6 separate regions of the Mus musculus genome follow, and all the other regions are linked to region 5. The links are chromatin contacts, called in public promoter capture Hi-C maps. All regions are on one chromosome and are shown on one strand. The core of a region is the stretch at or near the end of the contact, and the rest is flanking DNA. Distances in the headings are between cores, read along the strand shown.

Region 1 (3,295 bases), core at 37-2,536, 2.3 Mb before region 5:
ATCTTTTTACAGTGTTATGGGAAGCTTACCAGAGATGATAACTGAGACACAGTGTATATACAATCAAAGTCTTTATTCCAGCCAGCTGGGACCACATCCAAGTTTTGGGGGTGCATCTGGATGTGGCCCCCAGTGTCCAGAGCATGGGATTTTTGAGTGCAGAGACTTCATCAAGGCATCTCCCTCGGTAGCTGTAGTGGAGACCACAGGACAAGCAGTTCAAAGCAAGCAGTTTTAAAAGAATTTAAGACAAGCAGTTAGACAGCCGCAAAGAGATTCCACACAAATAGGCAGCTAAGATAAAGGCTTAGCTGGAGGGGTTTCCTGAACAAATAAGCAATTTCAACAAAGCTTAGGTAATTTAGCTAGGGCATTCTGATCATCCGTTCCTAGAATAGCACTGGGTAGTTTTCCATGGGATTCTACAGGAAGATCAGATTCCAGTTAAACCTCGAAACAGCCTCAGCAAGAATATCAGATGGAGGAAGCTTGCACCACCTCACCCATCACAACAGTTGTTTGGTTCTAGTCATGGCCGAAGTAAAGTTTGTCACGGCACCTGGCAGATCGGTCTATTGAGTTTCTTTTAGTTGATGACAGTTCACCTTTCTCAGGTTTGGGAGTGCTTGCATCTAACCTTTGTGTTAGTGTGTCAGCCAGGCTGTAGAGAAACAGGAAGAAATGAAGTTGGAATGGGATGTCCATGGGGTTGGGGACTAGAAAGTTTCTGGAAGTGCATAGAGGGAGTTTGGATGCTTGTAATGCACAAACTTTTTTGCTGAAGAGCTGGAAATCTCTAGTTATTTGGATAGGTGCCATAGTAGACTATACTGGCTCTTTACTGCCTATAGTGTCTTAAGAAGTGGTGGGAAGTAGGATCTTGAGTCCGTGTCTGGAGGATTCTTCTCTCAAGTAGTTTGGCCTGGAGTGGGAGGAAAGGGAGCAGCAGGAAGAGGACAGGACCAGGGACAGACAGGCCCCTTCAGACAAGTGAGTGTCCTGCTTCTTTCACGGTTTCTAAGACATACCAAATTTCTTACCTTTTCCCACCTGCATTCCCCATTCTGCAAAGTCTACTTGCCAGCTGAATTTTCGAGTCAGCACTGTAACAATTATGAAGGCAAGCTTTAGATCAGAAAGAACCAAGGGTCCCGGATAACTTACTTCCTCTGCTTAAACATATACTCCTGTGTTACCCATAGTCTACAATCCTTTCCCCAACAATAATGGGTTAATTTGGAAAGAACCACAGAGAAGCGCATCCTAGAGGGCGCCGGAAGTGGCTTGGGTTCCCACAATGCTTCCACCAGAGTCTGGATGTAGTTTATTTGCCCCGAGCATCCCTTGAGAATATTGTGGGTTTAGGGTGGAGTGCAGAAGACTAGGATTGTAGGTGACACCTCTGCAGCTGTGCCTTTGGTGACCCAGAGCACGAGGGGAGGGAGGAGATAGATCTAGTCTGAATTCCCATCTTGCGAGAATCTTCTGCAGATACAGCTTGTAGCTAGAGGAGCCTGGAGTTGGCACAGAATGGCTAGAGAACCCGGAACGTCCGCAGCCCTAAACGCTCGGTCTGCAGAAGAGGGCACTGGGCTTCTAGTGGTGAAAGTGGAACAGGAAGAGGCCTCCCCCTTGGCAGAGGAGACCAGTTGGCTGGGCAGTCCTGGGCCTGACCGCTCCCGCCAGCGCTTCCGTGCTTTCCGCTACCCAGAGGCAGCCGGACCCCGGCAGGCGCTGAGCCGGCTCCGCGAGCTCTGCAGACAGTGGCTGCGGCCAGACATGCACAGCAAGGAGCAGATCCTGGAGCTGCTGGTGCTGGAGCAGTTCCTGACCATCCTGCCAGGGGAGCTGCAGACCTGGGTGCGCGAGCAGCACCCCGACAGCGGGGAGGAGGTGGTGGCGCTGCTGGAGTACTTGGACAGGCAGCTGGATGACACACCTCCACAGGTAGAAGGAACAGGTTTAGTTAGACCCATGTCCTGTGCCTTTCAGAAACCAAGCAAGATCCAAGGAAGGCATTGCTTAGAGCCCGCAAAGTCTGTCTATGCTGGAAACCTGAGGCAACCAGCGAACTGACCTGGGCCCCTCAGGATAGTTAATCGCATAAAGGAAAATAAAAGGATTGTGGAAGAACTCGTTCCTAGTGAGGCTGGGGTAGAATGTGCCGAGCAGAGTGCTGAAAGGTTACATATGTACTTCTTGTTGTGTGGTGAGTAAGACACGAGGACAGGTTTGAGCAGTGGAATAGGCACAAATGACTTTGTAGGTGTTTTATTGGCTTGTCACGTGAAACAACATCTGCCGTGGCTTGCTGGCAGTCATATGATGCTTATGCCTCTCACACACACACACACACACACACACACACACACACACACACACACACACACACACAAATGTAGTTCTTCCTTTGACAGTGGAGAGGAATTCCACAGTTTTCTTAGAGCCTAGAATCTAAGAGTTTTTTTCTAGCCAAATTCTTGTATACCTTGTTTAAGAGTTTGGTAGAAAACAGGGTGTTTTTTACCTCTATCTTCTGACCTAAAGCAAAACAAAACAAAACAAAACCTTTTTCGAAATTTCATACACATCAACACTCCGTCTCCATCATATTCACCAACAACTCGGCTTCAATTTCCTCCAGCCACCACATATCCCCTTCTCCCCTTCATACAACTCCCCCTTTGTAAACTACCAAGTTCCATGAGTGCCACTTGCTGTCCCATTGGCTGATCGTGTTGTTTTGATCCTGTGCAGTAACCATACTGTCAGTGAGTTTATGGGTCAGTACCCATGTCTTTCCCAAAAGGTAGCTTTTTGAATTACACGTCGCCATTCCCCAATTCTTACGATTTTTCTGTCCTGTCTTCCACGAGGCTCACTGAGCCCTGGGAGTCAGGGGTTGATGTCGATGTCCTGTTTGAGGATGAACACTGGATAGTCACTTATTCTCAGCTCTTGGGCCAGTTATGAATCTCTGAATTAACTGCCACTGACTGCATAGAAAATCATCTCTGGCTATGGTTGAGGGCGACACGAACATGTATAAACACACTCTGGCCTGTTTTAGGGGATTTCTTTTCTGCAACCCCTTGTGGCCAGGAGACCAAGGTTCCAGACTTGGAGTTGTTGTCCTGAGCTCTGTAACAGTGGGAAGTCAATTCAAGTCTTAGAACTTTATTCTCTGAAAAGGATGTAGGAAACTCTGAGCATCCGTTTGCTATCAATGTCTGCCAGGAAACGACTTTCAGGAGGCTGCACTGCCTGTCTGTTCTCTGTTACTTGGCTTCACATA
Region 2 (3,327 bases), core at 761-3,260, 2.6 Mb before region 5:
TCTCACCACTGCTACGTGCAGTTCTTCAGGTAGATGGTAAGGGGGAGGAGGGCATTTCTAAGCTCTCCAGACAAGGTCAGAGAAGAAGAAGCCCTGCTGACAAAGGGAGTCCACCATTTTGTACCAAGCTCAGTGGTTTTTGGTAATGTCAGATATCAACCTTAGCAGCAGGGTTTCTCTGACAACTATAGTTGATTAAAAAAAAATTCATAGCAGCAATTTCATTCATCTAACTACTGAATCATTTCCAAGTCATTTGCAAACAGATAAGGTATTGCAATAATTTAGGCCAAGGTGGAGGAACAAACACAAAAACTGCGTGGATGGGTCTGAGACGAGCACTTGCCTAGCTTAACGTCCTGGGTTCGAGCTCTAACACTGAAAACACTGGAAATGAGTAGGCAACTCAGCCATAAAGCTCATGACAAGCCTACTAAATTAGTGGAGAAAGAGAAAACAGTTATCGCTTGAGAAAGGAGGGAGCCTGTAGCAATCCTGGAAGGGGGAGCGCTTCCTTTCCCCTACTTCCTCCACCTTGCCCTACTTACCTGGCTTGTCCAGGCCATCTGCCTTGAGGTTAGGAAAGCAGAGACCGCATGAGCCCTGGATGACAAAGCTAAAATCCAGAGCCGCACTGATGACCTAAGAACACATATCTGCCACCTGCATTTTTCATAGTTCTACACCGGCTTGCAAAACTGAATTCTTCCTTCTGGAGTAAGACTGGCACTTTCAATTCCTTTCAACTTCAGTTTTGTAGCAGAGTAGACTACAGTGTAGCCTAGGACAAATATTCTACCATTTACTGGAAGTGTGCTGAGTTGTTTTGAGCCTGGAGTTTCAAAGAGCAGGTGGGGAGAATGGAGGTTTGGATGAGCGAGACTTGTTAAGTACCTCGGATTTCTTGTCCCATAGGGAAGAATCAAGCAGAATCCAGTGAAGTGATGGCCTGGATACAGAAATTCCCTGTTGCTCAAACACAAGGGCAGGCACGGAGTCAATCCCAAAGGAGAGTAGGAAAGGCCATGGCATAAGTGACAGCGCACAGAACTGAAAACCTATTCTGTGATAAGAAACCAGGCTACAAGACCTCCTCCGGTCATCACAGGACTCTCGATTGGGCAGAAACAAGCAAGTTTTAGGTTCTACTCAATGTCATTCGATGTACTGGGTGCTTCATTTAAACTAGCGGATAAAGATCTTTATGCTCAAGCTGTGGTTTGTTTGTTTGTTTGTTTGTTTGTTTAAAAAGGTGTAACTCCTTGATGGGGAAAATTCCTGAAAGCAATAGGGTATGGGAGCTCAAGGAGGGCACTGAACTAGATTGCTGGGAGTAAGAACTTATTAGAAGAGTTATTAACGTCATGGGCAGAAGGACAACACTACAGTGGACAATCAGAATTTTTGGCCCCAGCGCCGCAGGGCCCAGGCTGGAGGTGAGGGGTGGGGGTGGGGGTGGGGGTGGGGGAGTGTTCTGAGAATGAGGCCCACGTGGCAGAATCCGGGTTGTTTCTTCGAGGGTCTCATAGGAACCCACAGCCACGTAGGTTCCTCAGCAGGTGGCAGGGAAGACGAGAGAGAAGTGTGTCGCCAGGCAGCCCTTTGACACGTCGGGTCTGGCTACTCACTTGAGGAAGTGAGACACTGGGCACCTGAGGAGCCTGAGAAGAAGTTAGGGACTCACAAGCGGGCTCTCGGTGGGGTGGCTCCCTAGTAACGGTAGAGCTAGGGAGATGGGGGAGGACTTCATGGTCTGGTCAGCACTCTGGTCGGGATTCGATCGGTCCCCATTTCACACGAGAAGAAAATGAGGCTCGGAACGATAAACCGATTTACTTTAGGGTGGAGATAGAACTGGGCTTCTCCGTTTCTGCCCCTGAGAAAAGTTGCTGATGATTAAACCCTTTTCTAGCGATTGTTAACGCCTGGAGCTGGGTGTGTCACACTGGGAGGGGCCTAGCTGGTCTCCCCGCCCAGCTTTCCGGCATTTATGCAAAGCCATCTTACTTTTAAAGGAGCCGAGGCCTAGCCACTAAGAGGAAACTCAGCAGAAGACTACGGGCCCACAGACGCTTGGAGTGACCCGACGCCACTGCCAGGGGACACTCTGCTCCCACTGCACGCGACAGCCACGACCGACTCCCGGGCTGGGTGCCGGGGACCCAGGACTGTGCAGAGGAAACCCGCTTTCCCGCCCCGAGAGAGCAGAGCGGCGCGGGAAGCCAGGCCCCGCCCCCGGCCCACCTCTTCCGCTCGGCCCTGAGGAGTCTGCGCGGCCGCGGGACCCCTTCCGACGCGGCCACGTTGCCCGGTGAGCCAGCCCGCGGCGCCCGGTTCCCGACTCCCCTCGGCTCGGCTCTCAGCCGGGCTCCGGGGCCCAGGCCTCCTCCCCGTGCTGTCGGTGAGGAGCAGCTGTGCGGGGACGGGTCTGGCCGCCCGAGAGCTCCGCGCGCGTCTGCGATCCCCGCGCCGGAGGCCCCGCCCCGCTCCGGAGCCGAGAAGCGGAGCGAGCGCGCTGAGCTCCGACAGAGCTCGGCTCCGGGCTCATGCCCTGCGGCCCAGCCGGCCCGCGCCATGGCCTCCGGGAGCGTGGCCGAGTGCCTGCAGCAGGAGACCACCTGCCCCGTGTGCCTTCAGTACTTCGTGGAGCCTATGATGCTCGACTGCGGCCACAACATCTGTTGCGCGTGCCTGGCCCGCTGCTGGGGTGCCGCGGAGACTAACGTGTCGTGTCCGCAGTGCCGGGAGACCTTCCCGCAGCGCCACATGCGACCCAACCGGCACCTGGCCAACGTGACCCAGCTGGTGAAGCAGCTGCGCACCGAGCGGCCGTCGGGGCCCGGCGGCGAGATGGGCGTGTGCGAGAAGCACCGGGAGCCTCTGAAGCTGTACTGCGAGCAGGACCAGATGCCCATCTGCGTGGTGTGCGACCGCTCGCGCGAGCACCGCGGCCACAGCGTGCTGCCCCTGGAGGAGGCGGTGGAGGGCTTCAAGGTAGGGCCGGGCCGGCGGACAAAGGGGCGAGCCGGGGGCTTCCTGGTTTGATACCGAGAAAATGGCGAGCCGGACGTGGGGCCCACCGCCGTCATTTCCTCCCTGTCGGCTGCGGAGCCTCCGCACTCAGACTGGGAAGGAGAACCTGTAGCTGGCGAGGCCAGGAGCACCCCCACCCCCACCCCGAGCGCCCCTGCTAACCGCCTCTACGCGTGCCGCGACTGGGACGGCGCGAGGAGACCCTCCCTTGACAAAGGAGATGCACATGGAGCCAAGTACACTTCCATAGGCCTTGAACGCCTCGAACTCGCTCTGACCCAGGATACCAAGCCA
Region 3 (3,159 bases), core at 307-2,806, 2.2 Mb before region 5:
TGGAAGGAGAAGACAGACTCCTGCAATTGTCCTCTGACCTCCACTACGGTACTGTGGCATGAGTGGACCTTACCTATCCTCCCCAAACAAAACAAAATTCTCTAAGGTTGTTTTCAAACTGGTGATTTCCCAACCCTAGTACAGCATGCAATTAATTACGGGCATGCACCAACATACATGGCCATTTCATTCTCCTCTCTAATAATTTTGTGCATACACATTGCAGTGTTGGAAAGTACCTACAGAGAAACACTGATCCCTACACACCATCCTTGAAGAACATCTGGTCAGGATGATTGCCTTATGAACGGAAAGGCAACAATCTTAGGCTTATTCGGGATCGAAAATGTTAAAGCCTTGAAAACTAAGGAAGGCACAACTCAAATACTGGCTTCTCAAGAGATGCAGGAGATGTACTTTCCTTTCTGATTAATTAAACTTGAGAGATGTCTGAGAACCGAATACAAACCAGGAATGATAATCTCCAGGTTTTAGAGATTAAGAAGAAGTAGATGAAACAAACATGCTTTGTAGTTATCTGAAATGGCATTCATTCATTTTGTTTGTTTGTTTTGGAGATTTTAAAAGTTATTTTAATAAGGCTTGAGCATGAGGGTTAGGAGAAAGGCACTCAGGAGAGGGCCAGACGCACAAGCGTGGCTATGGGCTTCTCAAGGAAGTTGCTTTGATGAATGCTTTTAAGACTGACATTTTTATATTTAACCACAAGGAACTCAAAACGTGCACATTCACTAAAATGATGATTGCTGCATAGCAATACTTAAGTGAATCGGACAAATAGAAGTATGTGGTCAAGTGGTGGTCAACGTCTTAGAAATCCAACAGAGATTACTCATGAATGACCCGAGTTTTGGGAATGGGAACCTACCGAATTTTCAAGATTCTATTTCAGTTAGCTTTAATAAACTAGGTAAGCAAAGTATTCTGAATAAGGTTTAATTTTGTTACCCCAGAATTACTTAAAGTATTTCTTTTGCATACAACTGTTCAGCCATTACATGAACTACTTTCATAATATACTTCTTTTATGGGTAGAAAAAAAAAAAAAAGAGTAACAAAAAAAAAAAAAATCAAAGATTTCCACGTGGGGTAGAGGCTTCAAAAGAAAAAAATTATTATCTTTAAAAATGAATTTTGAGACCGATCGGCAAAACTGCTGAGTAGAAACAGTTGGTACACGGGCCGGCTTTACAAGTAAGAGCGAGTGCAAAATTATATACATGATGACTGGCGATGAGGAGAGCCATCCCGTAGGAAGTTGGGGCCGGGTGTCGGCCTGCTCAGCGGCGGCAGGCCCTGAACCGACCCGCTCCCCGCTCTCGGGCCTCCGCTGCCCGAGCGCCCCTGCTCGGCCCAGCGCACTCACCGAGAGCTCCCCACGCTGCCCGAGGGCGGGAGGCGGCACAGCGCGGACAGGGAAGCGCGCGAGGAGACGCGACGGACACCGAACCCGAGCGGGACCCCTGCAGCCGCTAAGTTCCAAACCCTTGGAGCCGCAGAGCCGGGCAGCACGCATCTTGCCCCACAGCCACTTCCGGAAGCTCTCTAGGAAGCTCGGAGGTCTGACAGCTCTATGGTAGGCCAGCAAAAGGACCGAGCGCCCTCAGCTACACCAGGTGGAGGGCGGCTATGCGGGACATCCTGAGGAGTGACATAGCTTTAAGTCACCTAAGCTTTTGTCTGGCCAGCCTCGGGCTTCAGGTGACAAGTTTAAGAGTTGGGTGGCTGATCACAGATCCAGAGGCCTGCGCTGGGCTCAGGAGTATACTTAACGGATTTCTCTTTATTCTTCTTAGTTACCTTGTGCTTTCCCATTAATGCTTCATGATTACTCCAAATTCCCAACTTTCACTGCGTATTGAAGAATTTAAACCTTTGTAGTTCCTAGGAACAGTAGTATATTTATAAAGTTCCTACTGACCATTGCTTTCTCTTTGACTATGAGTGTTCTCATCCTCCAGATACTTATGGTTGGAAACAACAAAACGTCTACAAAATAACCAGACCCCTAACTTAAAATTTAAATAGAAAATTGGTGGAAAACAATGAACATTGGTTTACTTTTTAATGTCAAAGACAACTTTTATCTGTTTCAACTTGTTGAGATAGAGTTGGTGAATCTCATTCTCATCTCGAGGAAATGAGGCAGAGGACATGTGAATGTCTTACCTAGTGTCATATAAACGAATGGACAAGCAAAGAACTAGAACAGAAGGGAGAAGTCATATTCAGCCAGGAATTGCCAAGCTTGGGTCACAAGTGAACACAATAGACAGGGTTACATTTTGTTGTTTTGCTAGTTTAGATCAAGTCTCTCTGTAGCCCTAGCTGGCCGCAGGGCAAACTTCCTGCCTCACCTTCCCAAGTGTTGGGATTAAAAGCATAAATCAAGTGATTATAAATTTGGGATTATAAAATTGGTATTATAAATGTAAGTCAATACAAATAGGTTAAAGCCTTCTGAAGTTGATTCCTCTTTCAAAACAACTAAATTAGAAATAAAAGAATATTTGACTCATATTCTTTGATTCAAGTTTTTAAATGATGATTGAAGTTTTGCCCACATTATGGGCACTCGTGGTCTCTAAGGTAGATTCTGTCTATTAATCCTGAGCACTAAGTAATTTTTGGTACTGTTCTCTTTTTAGTAGAACTAATTTACTCTATAAATTCTCTGATACCTAGTTAGAGCCTAACTTATACAGGCTTTCCACACTTTATGTACCCATAGGGTTTTAGCCTATATGGATTCTCTGATGTTTAATAACACCTCTGTGCCCACTGAGATCTTTCCCATACTCTATGTTTATAGGACTTCAGTGTGTGTTCTATAATTTCCAACAAGATGTTCTTGTTGAATGAAGGTTTTTCTGCATTTATTACATGTACTGGCTGGTTCTGTGTGTCAACTTGACATAAATTAGATTCATCAGAGAGGAAAGAGCCTCAGTTGAGAAGATGCCTCCATGAGATCCAGCTGTAGGTCATTTTTTCAATTGGTGATCAATGGAGGAGGGCACAGTCTATTCTGGGTGATGCCATCCATGGATGATAGTCCTGGTTCTATAAGAGCGAAGGCTGGACAAAGCAGGGGAAGCAAGACAGTAAACAGCCTTCTCCATAGCCTCTGCATCTACT
Region 4 (3,179 bases), core at 555-3,054, 2.3 Mb before region 5:
GTCTTGGCCTCTAGTTAGCTGTAAAAAGAATGAAAGAAAGACAGGGGAAGGAGAGCAGGAAAAGGAAGGAAAAGGGAGGCTGGTAAGGACGGATGGGGGAAAGGCAGGAAAAGCATGACTGAAGAGGACTATAAGATTTATGGCTGAATGGTGGGCCTACTACTGCAGGTGAGATGGAGTTTCTCTCTGATTCACATTCAAATCTTTACTAATGTCATTTTAAATAGTAAACAAAACCTTATCTTCTTTCTTTCCTGAGTACAGGCCAAAGCATTTTGTTGGGATCAAGGAAGAAGAGTAGAGCTGAGGCTAGAAAAATGAACACTGATACATTCTTAATAACGGCTTCACACACTCACGTTTTGTCAGCTTGCCTATCTGGAGTCTCACCAGCTGGGCAGAGTACAAAGGTACAGGATCAGAAGACTGTTTACCAACACAGGCGTTTGCCAAATAAGTAAACCAAAGACAAGGGTTTTGTTTTTGTTTTTGTTTTTTGTTAAGTTACAAATAGAGAAAAGAATGCTTCAGGGATCCCTGTATACCCTCAGGAGGTTAAAGATCCAATTCCTTAAGAAAAAGAAGGAAGATGAAAGGACTTTCAAAGACCACAAGAGGCATCAACTCAATGACCATGGCAAACTGTGTATGGTCAATATTAGCTTTAAAAACCTGCAAAAAGAACAAAGGGTGTTAGTGGGAACTCAGGATCAGATCGACTTATCTCTAATCTATCGCCAATCTACCTATCATCACTTCTAACTATCAGCCGTCCGTGTGGTTCTCACACTGGAGAGGAATCTCGCTGAGGGTCAGAAAGCTGGCAGGTCGGCAGCAATGTCTGCTTACAACAGGGTCCTAATCCTTCGCGGTTAGACGCTCCTCCTGTTTCTCAAGCTCCTCCTCCCACCAAAAAAAAAAAAAAAAAAAAAAAAAGGCATCCCCAGGATTTTAAACCTCTGTGAGCCTGACCATTACAAGACACTACACAAACCACTTTTACTCTTTGCTGTGGGATAGGCTCTTTTCCAGAATGTTCTATTTTCCCTCCTAAAATACAGAAATCATTCATTATAAAGAGAACTGATAAATAGTACTAACATTCAAAAGACAACAGCCAGTACCAAGGCTGATCGATGAAGAGAAAGTGCTGTCCTAGTTAGGAAAAGCAACAGGAATAATAACAGCTATCTTTACACTGTGCAGATTACCCCGTGCCTGGTACTATTTTAAGCACCTTTGCACAAATGAAGCCATTTATTCCTCACAACAATCCAGTAAGTTAGGCGACATCATTATCCCCTAAAATAGCAAAACACAGAAAGGTTAAGGGACTGGGGGGAGAAGTCACAAAGGAGCTGAGGCCAGATTCGACCAAGCAACCCGATTCCAAAGTTCTGGCTCTCTTCCAGTACCCCAGAATAAAGACCTTGGAACTGACCTTGTCTCCAGGAAAAGCAAAACTGTGACGTCTCCCATTTTCAAAGCTTAAGTACAAGACCCGAGAATCCCATCGCCAAACGCCCTGAGACTGACCAGACACCCGGAACCGGCCTGAGGCGAGGCGCCCGAGGCCCTGTCGGGCGCTCGGCCCAAGTGGCCACCGAGTTTATCTTCTCGGCGCCACTAGGCCGCGGAGGAAGATGTTTTGTCCCACCCCCAACCCCCACAAGCAGCCGACCCCTGCGGGAGGACGGTAACAGGACGGGACCCAAACCCACCCGCGAACGCAGCACCTCGTAGCACCCCGCAGTCACAAAAGTGTCGAAAGTCCGACCCCGGGGGGCGGGGCACAGAGCACTTCCGGCTTCTCTAGGCACCAGCGACACTCTATGATCCCCCCCTTCTCCCTCCTCTTAGTGGTTGCTTCGTAAAAAGACTTTTAAAAAGAAATTCTTTTAGCTGAAGTAGCAATGCAACATTTTCTCTCCTCCCTTTACTTCCTCCAGTTTTTTCCGTCCTCTTGGTTGCCTCGTAAAAAGACTTTTAAAAAGAAAAAAATTTTAACTGAAGTAGAATTACATCACTTTCCTTCCTCCCCCTAGTCTTTTCTCCTACCCTCTCACTCTCAAGCTGATAGCCTCTTTTCTTTGTTATTGCTACATTCATGTGTGTTTGTGTATATGTATATATGTTGTATATATGTATGTGCATGAACAAGTATATATCTATATCTATACAGATATAGAGATATCTGTATCTATATATGTACATATTCCACTGGCTAAGTTTTTGTTTTTATATGTTATTTGTGTGCATATGATTTCAAGGTTTCAAGACTGCATTGGACAGCTAATAAGAGGGCTCATCTTAGGGAGAGACTAATTCTCCATTTCCCAGCAGTCAATAGTTGCCAGTAGTTCTTTGGTTTGGGGTGGCACCCTGTGAAATTTTACCCCCTTCCATTGATATTGATATTGTCTATTGATACTGCAATTGTTTCAGTCTTGTGTATGCAGCCATTTCTTGGAGGCTGTTTCACAGCTGACATCCTAGATTTCTTACAATTTTTTTTTTGCCTCCTCTTCCTCCATGTCCTCTGAGCCATAGATGCAGGAGACATGATGTGGATGTATCTGTTGGGGTTGGGACCACCATGATCTGTCAGTCTTTGTTCTGTATCCAATTGGGTTTTTAGTGATGGTCTCTATTCTTTATAAAGAAAAGCATCTTGGATCACAGGTGGTAGCTACATTATCCAGGAAAGATGACTCTAGCACCAAGAGACTTTCAAAATTTGTTTTTTCCAAGGACAACTAAGGGAAGATAGCAAAAGAATGAGCTCCTATATAGCCTTCCTGAAATCTCTGTGATGTCAAGAAAAAGGAAAATTATATGTTCTCTATCGTCATAAAGAAGCCCTAGGGAAATGCATAAGAAAATGTTTGTTTAGAAACTGCATGAAAAGGGAAAATAAAAGTGAGAGGAAATTAAACTATTAATTATAAATATATAACAGTATTTTTGTTTTTGTTTTTGTTTTTGTTTTCCGAGACAGGGTTTCTCTGTGTAGCTCTGGATGTCCTGGAACTCACTCTGTACACCAGGCTGGCCTCAAACTCAGAAATCTGCCTGCCTCTGCTTCCAGAGTGCTGGGATTAAAGTCATGCGCCACCACGCCCGGCAACATATAACAGTTTTCAGGACCATTCTGAATGCCCTTTATAGAAAAAGCCAAG
Region 5 (3,437 bases), core at 828-3,327:
AATGAGAGCTGAATGAATCCTCAAAAATTAGAGATATAATTTATTATTGTACAATACAAACATAACTTTCAGGGTTATCTTTTCTATTGGAAGCAATGAATTTGCATCTACACCAGGCAAGCTTTATTAGTTAATTGCATTAAAGAGCTATGATTTGATTGATTCGGCTTGAAAGGCTATAAGTTAAAAAATTACAACAATCAAATGAACAAATCTAGGATTTTACAAATAATTTGACAATTTACAGTGACAGGAAAGTGAGCAAACTGGAGAGCTAGATCACACACAGCTATTTTCCTGGGGGAGATGGACAACTATCAGATGAGGAGGACATTCGTTCATTTCCCACGTAATCAGAGCAAGGTGACATGTTCTCATTTCTTTCATTGAAGCATATTGGTATGACGAAGGTGCTTGAGTTGTGTACTTTCAATAATGCCTTGCAATTCCCATTTCAAAGTCCACACAGGAAGGCAACTCTTAAAGTGGTTCTATTGCTAGCAATTAGTCCATCCCTAATCCCATTAGGCTGTTAATTCCCAGAGGACACAAGCCTAGGAGATGCTGCTTGCAAGTGCTAAACTAAGGTTATTACGTGAAACCACGCGGCCATTCTCAGTCTTATAAAATATGCTTTGTTTCACAAACATCCCTGAACTCAATTTGTATAACCTTGGGACTTTACCACGCTTTAGTGCTGACAAACTCATCACATGTTTTTATGTAGACATATACTTAAACAGAGATTTCTGATAAAATTAGGGGAACTTCCTTTGCCCCATGTATTAATTATACTAGCAGAGAGTTTATCTTGTATTTTCTCTAACAACAAAACCATGTTGTAGTTATTGAAATATGAAGCTGAAAACCTTAAGCTAACAAAGCAAAGTTGACTAGAATGCAGATTGCCATATTCCGAGGAACTGAGAAGAGATGACATACAGCTGTCCACTATAGATGACATGATAATTTGTACTTATCTTGTCTCTTATCTTATTGGTAAAATTGGTTACATTTTCTATTTCAAATATTTAGCTTGTTCAAATCTATGCCAAAGGTAACCTTTGGAAAGCCAGTAAGTTTACTGACATCTGCATCTCATAGTCTCCAAGTCTAGAAGGTCCTCCTGTACTAAGACAAACTATTTTCTAGATTAGAATTCCCGTGCACTGAAACTTATATCTGTATTGCTGCCAAATAAGCAACTAAATCCTCATCACTTTAAAAACAGATCTTTCAAAGACTCTAATTTGGCATTTGGGGGAGAGGAGGGCTCATATAGACTTTTAGGGTTCCTTTCCCTTCTTATTATCTTTATTCTTCAGAGCTAGACCCCTACCTTGCAAAACTCAGAGGGGAACCAGGAGCTTTAAAAATATAGCCCAAGGTCTCCCTTTATAGAAGTCAATGGGGTGCCCCGCCCCCACCAATGTAAAGCATTTTAAAGTCAGTGTCTTTAAATCAGATATTTAAGTCCTAACCCCCCCCACCACATTATACACCCCCAAGGCCTATGAACCCCCTCTCAATTTACCCCAAGTGTTTTATACTGGAAATCCCAGTCCTAGTCCATAGTTGTGGTGGGTCTGTAATCAGAAGTCACTAAGGACTTGTGTTACTTCCCTTGCGAAGAAACAGAATAATTGTGAAAATTTAGGCGGAAATCGTTTCATTTTTGTCCCTAAATTAAGGGAAGGATGTGCTCTATAATCCCTGAGAAAAAGAACTTTCAAGGGCAAAGGAGCGACCAGGTAATTTAGAAGAAAAACAGAAAGTGGTCTCTATCTACCCCGGACTTCCTTTGGAGTTGGGGGAATTAGGGACTCCTAGGCGCGTTGTCTTTAGGGATGAGGAAAAAATAAACATATATCCTGAAGCCTGAGACTTCTCGGATCCTTTACCGACCAAACTCGAGAGATTTGGTGCAAGATATTTTAATATTTTCTCCTTTTTGTGAAGTGTAACAAACACAAGTTGGGCGCAGCGCGGCTGCTCAGAGCTTGCCAGGCAGGCCGCTGGAGCACCAATCAGCGCGCGCCTGCGCTCTATATATACAGCGCCGGGCCCGCGCTACTCTATCGGCGTACTGCCACTAGTTCCTGACTTCCAGAGACTCATCATGTCTGAGGCTGCTCCTGCTGCCCCCGCTGCCGCGCCCCCTGCGGAGAAGGCGCCTGCCAAAAAGAAGGCCGCCAAGAAGCCCGCCGGGGTGCGCCGTAAGGCGTCCGGACCCCCGGTGTCCGAGCTCATCACCAAGGCTGTGGCCGCCTCCAAGGAGCGCAGCGGCGTGTCCCTGGCTGCGCTCAAGAAGGCGCTGGCGGCCGCGGGGTACGATGTGGAGAAGAACAACAGCCGCATCAAGCTCGGCCTGAAGAGCCTGGTGAGCAAGGGCATCCTGGTGCAAACCAAGGGCACCGGTGCCTCCGGCTCCTTCAAACTCAACAAGAAGGCGGCTTCTGGCGAGGCCAAACCCCAGGCTAAGAAGGCAGGCGCGGCCAAGGCGAAGAAGCCCGCGGGAGCAGCCAAGAAGCCTAAGAAGGCGACTGGTGCTGCCACACCCAAAAAGGCGGCCAAGAAGACCCCGAAGAAGGCGAAGAAGCCCGCGGCGGCGGCTGTGACCAAGAAAGTGGCCAAGAGCCCAAAGAAGGCGAAGGTCACCAAGCCCAAGAAGGTCAAGAGCGCGTCTAAAGCCGTAAAGCCAAAGGCTGCCAAGCCCAAGGTTGCCAAGGCCAAGAAGGTTGCAGCCAAGAAAAAGTAGGCTGCCTCCCCTAACAATCCAAAAGGCTCTTTTCAGAGCCACCACTCCCACTTAAGAGCTGTGACATTTGTGTGATTAATGAAGCAAGGTTGCAAGGGACTCGATCCCGGCAGCACTCGCTCCCCCGGTGGGATGGGTGGGGTTGCGTGTCCCACCTAGACTTGTTTGTGCTGGGCTGCTCAGGAAGTGCTATGGGCTGGAACACCCTCCCACGGCTGTCAGCAGCAGAAAGCAACCCTCGGCGCTAGTTCGTATTGGACTGCAAGGTGATTTGAAAGTTCCGCCCTGCTTGTGGGTTGGCTCACTCCGGCCCAGGACTCTAGTTCTTCGTTTGATTGGGCGCCATCCCGAAGTTTGAGCTTCCTGCCTGGAGAAACGCATCCGGGGCTTGTAGGTGGCTTCTATGCTCAGCCTCTTGTGGGGGTTAGCCTGGAAGTTTGGGAGAAGGTGGGGTGCTGGCGCCAACGAACTGCCTTCCTTAATATTAAAGACATGGGGTAGCTGCCGGAACGACTAGCCTGCACAGTTAAGTTGGACTCGGGACTGAGACGATTGCTTCTCGTACTTTCGGTTTGTTTGCCACAGCGATGGAGTTGTGGGTTGAACTGCGTCACAACCTTTTGTCAGCCATTTTTTTTTCAAGTTTTTTACCATTACCAATTACACTTGCTTTGCCTTA
Region 6 (3,385 bases), core at 182-2,681, 2.3 Mb before region 5:
CAGACACCACACTAAGAACGACCTCACACTACAGACGAAACTTGAAGAGTTGAAGAATTTATGATTTTACACAGGTTTCCAAGCTGATCTTCAGGGGTTTGTTTTTTTTTTTTTTGGTTTTGCCCCCCCCCCCTCCAGACCCCTTCCCCCATACACACACAGGGTTTCTCTGTGTAGCTCTGTTTGTCCGACAATTTGCCCTGTAGATCAGGTTGGCCTTGAACTCAGAGATCTGACTGCTTCTGCCTTCCAAACCTGGGATTAAAGACGTGAACCACCAACGGTGGACTGAACTTACCTTTGGTCCTTTTTTAAATCTACAGACCCCCGAATTATGAATTTATTTTTTCCTTCTCTCTCTTGTGTGTGTACATCTGATCCAGAAGCAAAAGCTGTGGGATCCACCTGGCCACAACTACAACAGTCAGTCTTCACTTCCTGCCAGATTTCCTGCCAGTTTTCCTTTTCCCCAAGGCTCTCACTCCCTAGCCCACAATGGGCAATTCTCCCAAGTGCTAGGATTATAGAAATTAGTCACTATGCTCAGATGCAGGTTTTTAATTGCACCCAACTTTGGTTTGCAACCCATTCTTGATTTCATTTCTGCTCATCCTCTAATCTATGCACATTATGGGTGTCCAATTACAAGACCTGTCTGAGTATGTCCTTCTATCACCCAAGACCAAGTTCCTCACACAACCAAATGGCCACTTTGTTCACTTACTTATCCTCTGTGGCAATCTTATTCACTGCGCTCGAAATACCCTGGTGCCCTCGTTAATCCCTAAATAAGACAGACAAGCTCCAGCTTTAGGGCCTCTGTATTCGCTGTTCTCTCACGTATGCCTTTTAAAGCCGCCTCTGTCTACCCATCTATTTCGGATTATCTACTCAAATATTCTATTTACTTACAGTGGTAACTACTTAAACATGCAGAAGCCATGTGTGGCAGCTCCAGCTTATGAGCTCAGAGCTCGGAGATAGAAGGATAAACAGGAGTTCAAATTAAGAGTATACGCCGCCAAATGATGAGGCCAACACGGGCTTCACGAAACGCTCTTAAAACCAAACAACAACAAACAAAAAAAGGGGGAAAAATCCCTCACAACAAAATAAAGCAACAGAACCCAGGAGTGCTGGCAATCTCAGCCATCAGAAAGCTGAAGTAGGAGATACGCTGGAGCTTGCAGTCAGCTTGAGCTGCGCAACAGCAGGAAACCGCCTCACCAACTACGTCCTGAGCTCCCTCCCTCTCCCATGCCCCGCAGCTTCCGTCACGCACCAGCTTCTGGTCCTCCCAGCTCCGAGGTGTGGAGAGTTTCTGTGTATCAACCAGACCCTCCGCTCGAGAGTCCCAAGTTTGCGGGTTCTCTCTCCGCTGGAACCCGATCACCGTACGTCCCCCTCGCCCTGGTCGCAGGGTCAGTCACACGTCTCTCAAAATCTGCGTTCCAGCCCAGTAGTTTCCGGCTCCGCTCTAGGACGATGGGAGGACCAGGACTCAACTCGGTGGTGTCCTGACTGGGTCTAAGTTGAAAGATTTCATTTACATAAATCAGACCATTTCGTTTGACTGTTTTCACACAGAGATGTCATCTCTATCACTAGAATAACAAAGCTCGGGCTGTAATCACAGCCACCAGCAAACAGACACAGCAATTGAATCTTTAGGTTGGGCTTTAGGCAAAAGCTGGCATGATCATGTAGGTTGGATTCTAGAGAACCAAAGTTAATTATTAGTGCTCAAGTTTATTCTTCATTCCCCACCCTTTTGCCACCAAGTTCCAAAGACTCCTATCTGTGCCTTCTTTATTTGGTTGCCTGAGTGTAGGGTTTAGAATTTAGAATTCAATGATATTTGAAGAGAAGTGGGGTAAAGATATGCCGATTTTCTTTCTAAAGTTTCTATGTTATTGTTGTTGTTGCTGCTGCTGCTGCTGAAAAAAAAAGTGGAAAAAAAAAAGTGAAGTTCACTTTGTTATTTTAAGCTTATCTTGTTTGACTTCGAACGAAGGCACTCAACAGAGCTTAGTCTGGTTAATGTATAGTGGTGTCAGTTATATGCTTTGCAGTCTGCTAAGCCAATGGTGTGTAAAGCTAACTCAGAACAAACATGTCAGAACAAACACAGCTTTAAGATGTTTTGTGTGCAGATTAACTCAGAGCAAACAAATCATCTGTTTAAGTCCTTCCTATAGTGTCTAACACAAAGTCCCCTACCACCCTTCCCTCCCCTATAATCCCCCTTGTTAGCCATTTACTTTGATAAATAGGCCACAGTTTGAGGTTCACCTCCAATCATTTGAGTGAGAACTCACATTAGGACTCCATCCTTTCCATGTTGACTGAAAAGACTTTTGCAAGCCCCAAATTCCCATGGTAGGAGCAGATGTCAAATCCCCTTTTAAAGGTTCCAAACCCATAACTATTTCTGGGTCCATTCAAAATTTCATAAAGGGGCTTAGCCATAGAGTCAAAAATTGGGACCAAATTCTACAGTAGCCTGTCATACCCAGGAATATGTTAAATTGCCTGAGAATTGCAAATTTTTGTTCCCCGTTTGTCTAACTGTTAGTCACTGCTTTCCAAGCAGACTCTTCTTTCCAGGCTAGAGGAGGAAACCCAGTAATTCCTCAGCCCGCTGACAGATTTGGGCCCTGCAGGCTAACAGTCCTGGTAAATGGTTTAAAGTCTCCTAGTTCCCAGTTACCTGCAAGTCTTTGACATCCTACTGCAACATGTCACCTTTCAATAGTTGGGCTTTTAAATCTTAACCCAGAGAGATGGTCCAGATGTTAAGAGCCCTTGCTGCTCTTCTAGAGAACCCAGTTCACAGCGGTTAGGCTCTCGGCTTATAATATCCTACAACTCCAGCTATAGGGCATCCAGGGGTTCTTCTGACCTTGTGCAGCAGCAGCAGCAACAACAACAACAACACACACACACACGTACACACACACACTTTAGAAAGAAAATTGGCACATCTTGGTCCTTCTTCTCTCCAAAGATAATTGAATTCTACATTCTAAGCCCCATCCTCAGGCCATCCAATCCTGCAAAGTCCTAGCATCTGTATAATTTAGAGTTGTAAACTGTTAAGTCTGATTCCAGCCATTCAAAGATGGAAAGGATCCTCCAATACTAGTAATAAAAACCGGAGGAATTCCAGGGAATGTGATTCGTCAGACTGTACTGGCTGAGAAGAGCAGAGTATACAACTAGCAAAATATCAAGATTTGCCTGCAGGTCTTATATAAATGCACGTATGAGACTGGGGCTTCTATATTAGTAGTATTATTGGCAATACATGAGTATATTACCGATAAGTCCTATTTCAGAAAATAACTCATAGAATTATTCAGATACAACTCATAGAATTGTTTCA

Evidence for each region. Promoter capture Hi-C pulls out the DNA fragments that hold promoters and counts their contacts.
Region 1: a promoter capture Hi-C map of hippocampal neurons shows a contact between it and region 5, with 4 times the contacts expected there. The contact joins the promoter of Zkscan4 here to the promoter of H1f2 in region 5. A contact is called at or near these places in 2 of 39 promoter capture datasets (hippocampal neurons and liver) and 1 of 115 datasets of contacts at active chromatin or transcription factors (astrocytes).
Region 2: a promoter capture Hi-C map of liver shows a contact between it and region 5, with 6 times the contacts expected there. The contact joins the promoter of Trim27 here to the promoter of H1f2 in region 5. A contact is called at or near these places in 8 of 39 promoter capture datasets (the 3T3-L1 cell line, the SN4741 cell line, cranial neural crest and 4 more), 11 of 484 Hi-C or Micro-C datasets (B cells, CD4 T cells, CD4 single positive thymocytes and 7 more), 10 of 115 datasets of contacts at active chromatin or transcription factors (astrocytes, cardiomyocytes, embryonic forebrain and 7 more) and 3 of 9 other capture datasets (adipose tissue, liver and macrophages).
Region 3: a promoter capture Hi-C map of hippocampal neurons shows a contact between it and region 5, with 5 times the contacts expected there. The contact joins the promoter of Zkscan8 here to the promoter of H1f2 in region 5. A contact is called at or near these places in 5 of 39 promoter capture datasets (the SN4741 cell line, hippocampal neurons, liver and 1 more), 1 of 115 datasets of contacts at active chromatin or transcription factors (embryonic forebrain) and 1 of 9 other capture datasets (liver).
Region 4: a promoter capture Hi-C map of the SN4741 cell line shows a contact between it and region 5, with 5 times the contacts expected there. The contact joins the promoter of Zkscan3 here to the promoter of H1f2 in region 5. A contact is called at or near these places in 4 of 39 promoter capture datasets (the SN4741 cell line, cranial neural crest, liver and 1 more), 2 of 115 datasets of contacts at active chromatin or transcription factors (astrocytes and fetal liver) and 1 of 9 other capture datasets (liver).
Region 6: a contact with region 5 is called in a promoter capture Hi-C map of liver, with 6 times the contacts expected there. The contact joins the promoter of Zscan26 here to the promoter of H1f2 in region 5. A contact is called at or near these places in 6 of 39 promoter capture datasets (the 3T3-L1 cell line, embryonic stem cells, hematopoietic stem and progenitor cells and 2 more) and 1 of 115 datasets of contacts at active chromatin or transcription factors (astrocytes).

The regions. Positions count from the first base shown.
Region 1 is chr13:21,477,563-21,480,857 of GRCm38.p6, forward strand. It overlaps Zkscan4 (zinc finger with KRAB and SCAN domains 4), which reads left to right and starts at 1,287. Exons shown (of 3, transcript NM_001039115.2): 1 at 1,287-1,947. The coding sequence starts at 1,531. Gm40828 (a long non-coding RNA gene) reads right to left here and starts at 1,263. Exons shown (of 2, transcript XR_873159.3): 1 at 1,041-1,263; 2 at 55-661.
Region 2 is chr13:21,177,921-21,181,247 of GRCm38.p6, forward strand. It overlaps Trim27 (tripartite motif-containing 27), which reads left to right and starts at 2,011. Exons shown (of 8, transcript NM_009054.3): 1 at 2,011-2,994. The coding sequence starts at 2,575.
Region 3 is chr13:21,529,558-21,532,716 of GRCm38.p6, forward strand. It overlaps Zkscan8 (zinc finger with KRAB and SCAN domains 8), which reads right to left and starts at 1,557. Exons shown (of 6, transcript NM_139141.4): 1 at 1,388-1,557. Gm32724 (a long non-coding RNA gene) reads left to right here and starts at 1,512. Exons shown (of 5, transcript XR_001780870.1): 1 at 1,512-1,597.
Region 4 is chr13:21,400,951-21,404,129 of GRCm38.p6, forward strand. Zkscan3 (zinc finger with KRAB and SCAN domains 3) reads right to left here and starts at 1,805. Exons shown (of 6, transcript NM_001145778.2): 1 at 1,722-1,805.
Region 5 is chr13:23,736,730-23,740,166 of GRCm38.p6, forward strand. It overlaps H1f2 (H1.2 linker histone, cluster member), which reads left to right and starts at 2,078. Exons shown (of 1, transcript NM_015786.3): 1 at 2,078-2,802. The coding sequence starts at 2,120. The coding sequence ends at 2,758.
Region 6 is chr13:21,452,296-21,455,680 of GRCm38.p6, forward strand. It overlaps Zscan26 (zinc finger and SCAN domain containing 26), which reads right to left and starts at 1,432. Exons shown (of 6, transcript NM_001347491.1): 1 at 1,283-1,432.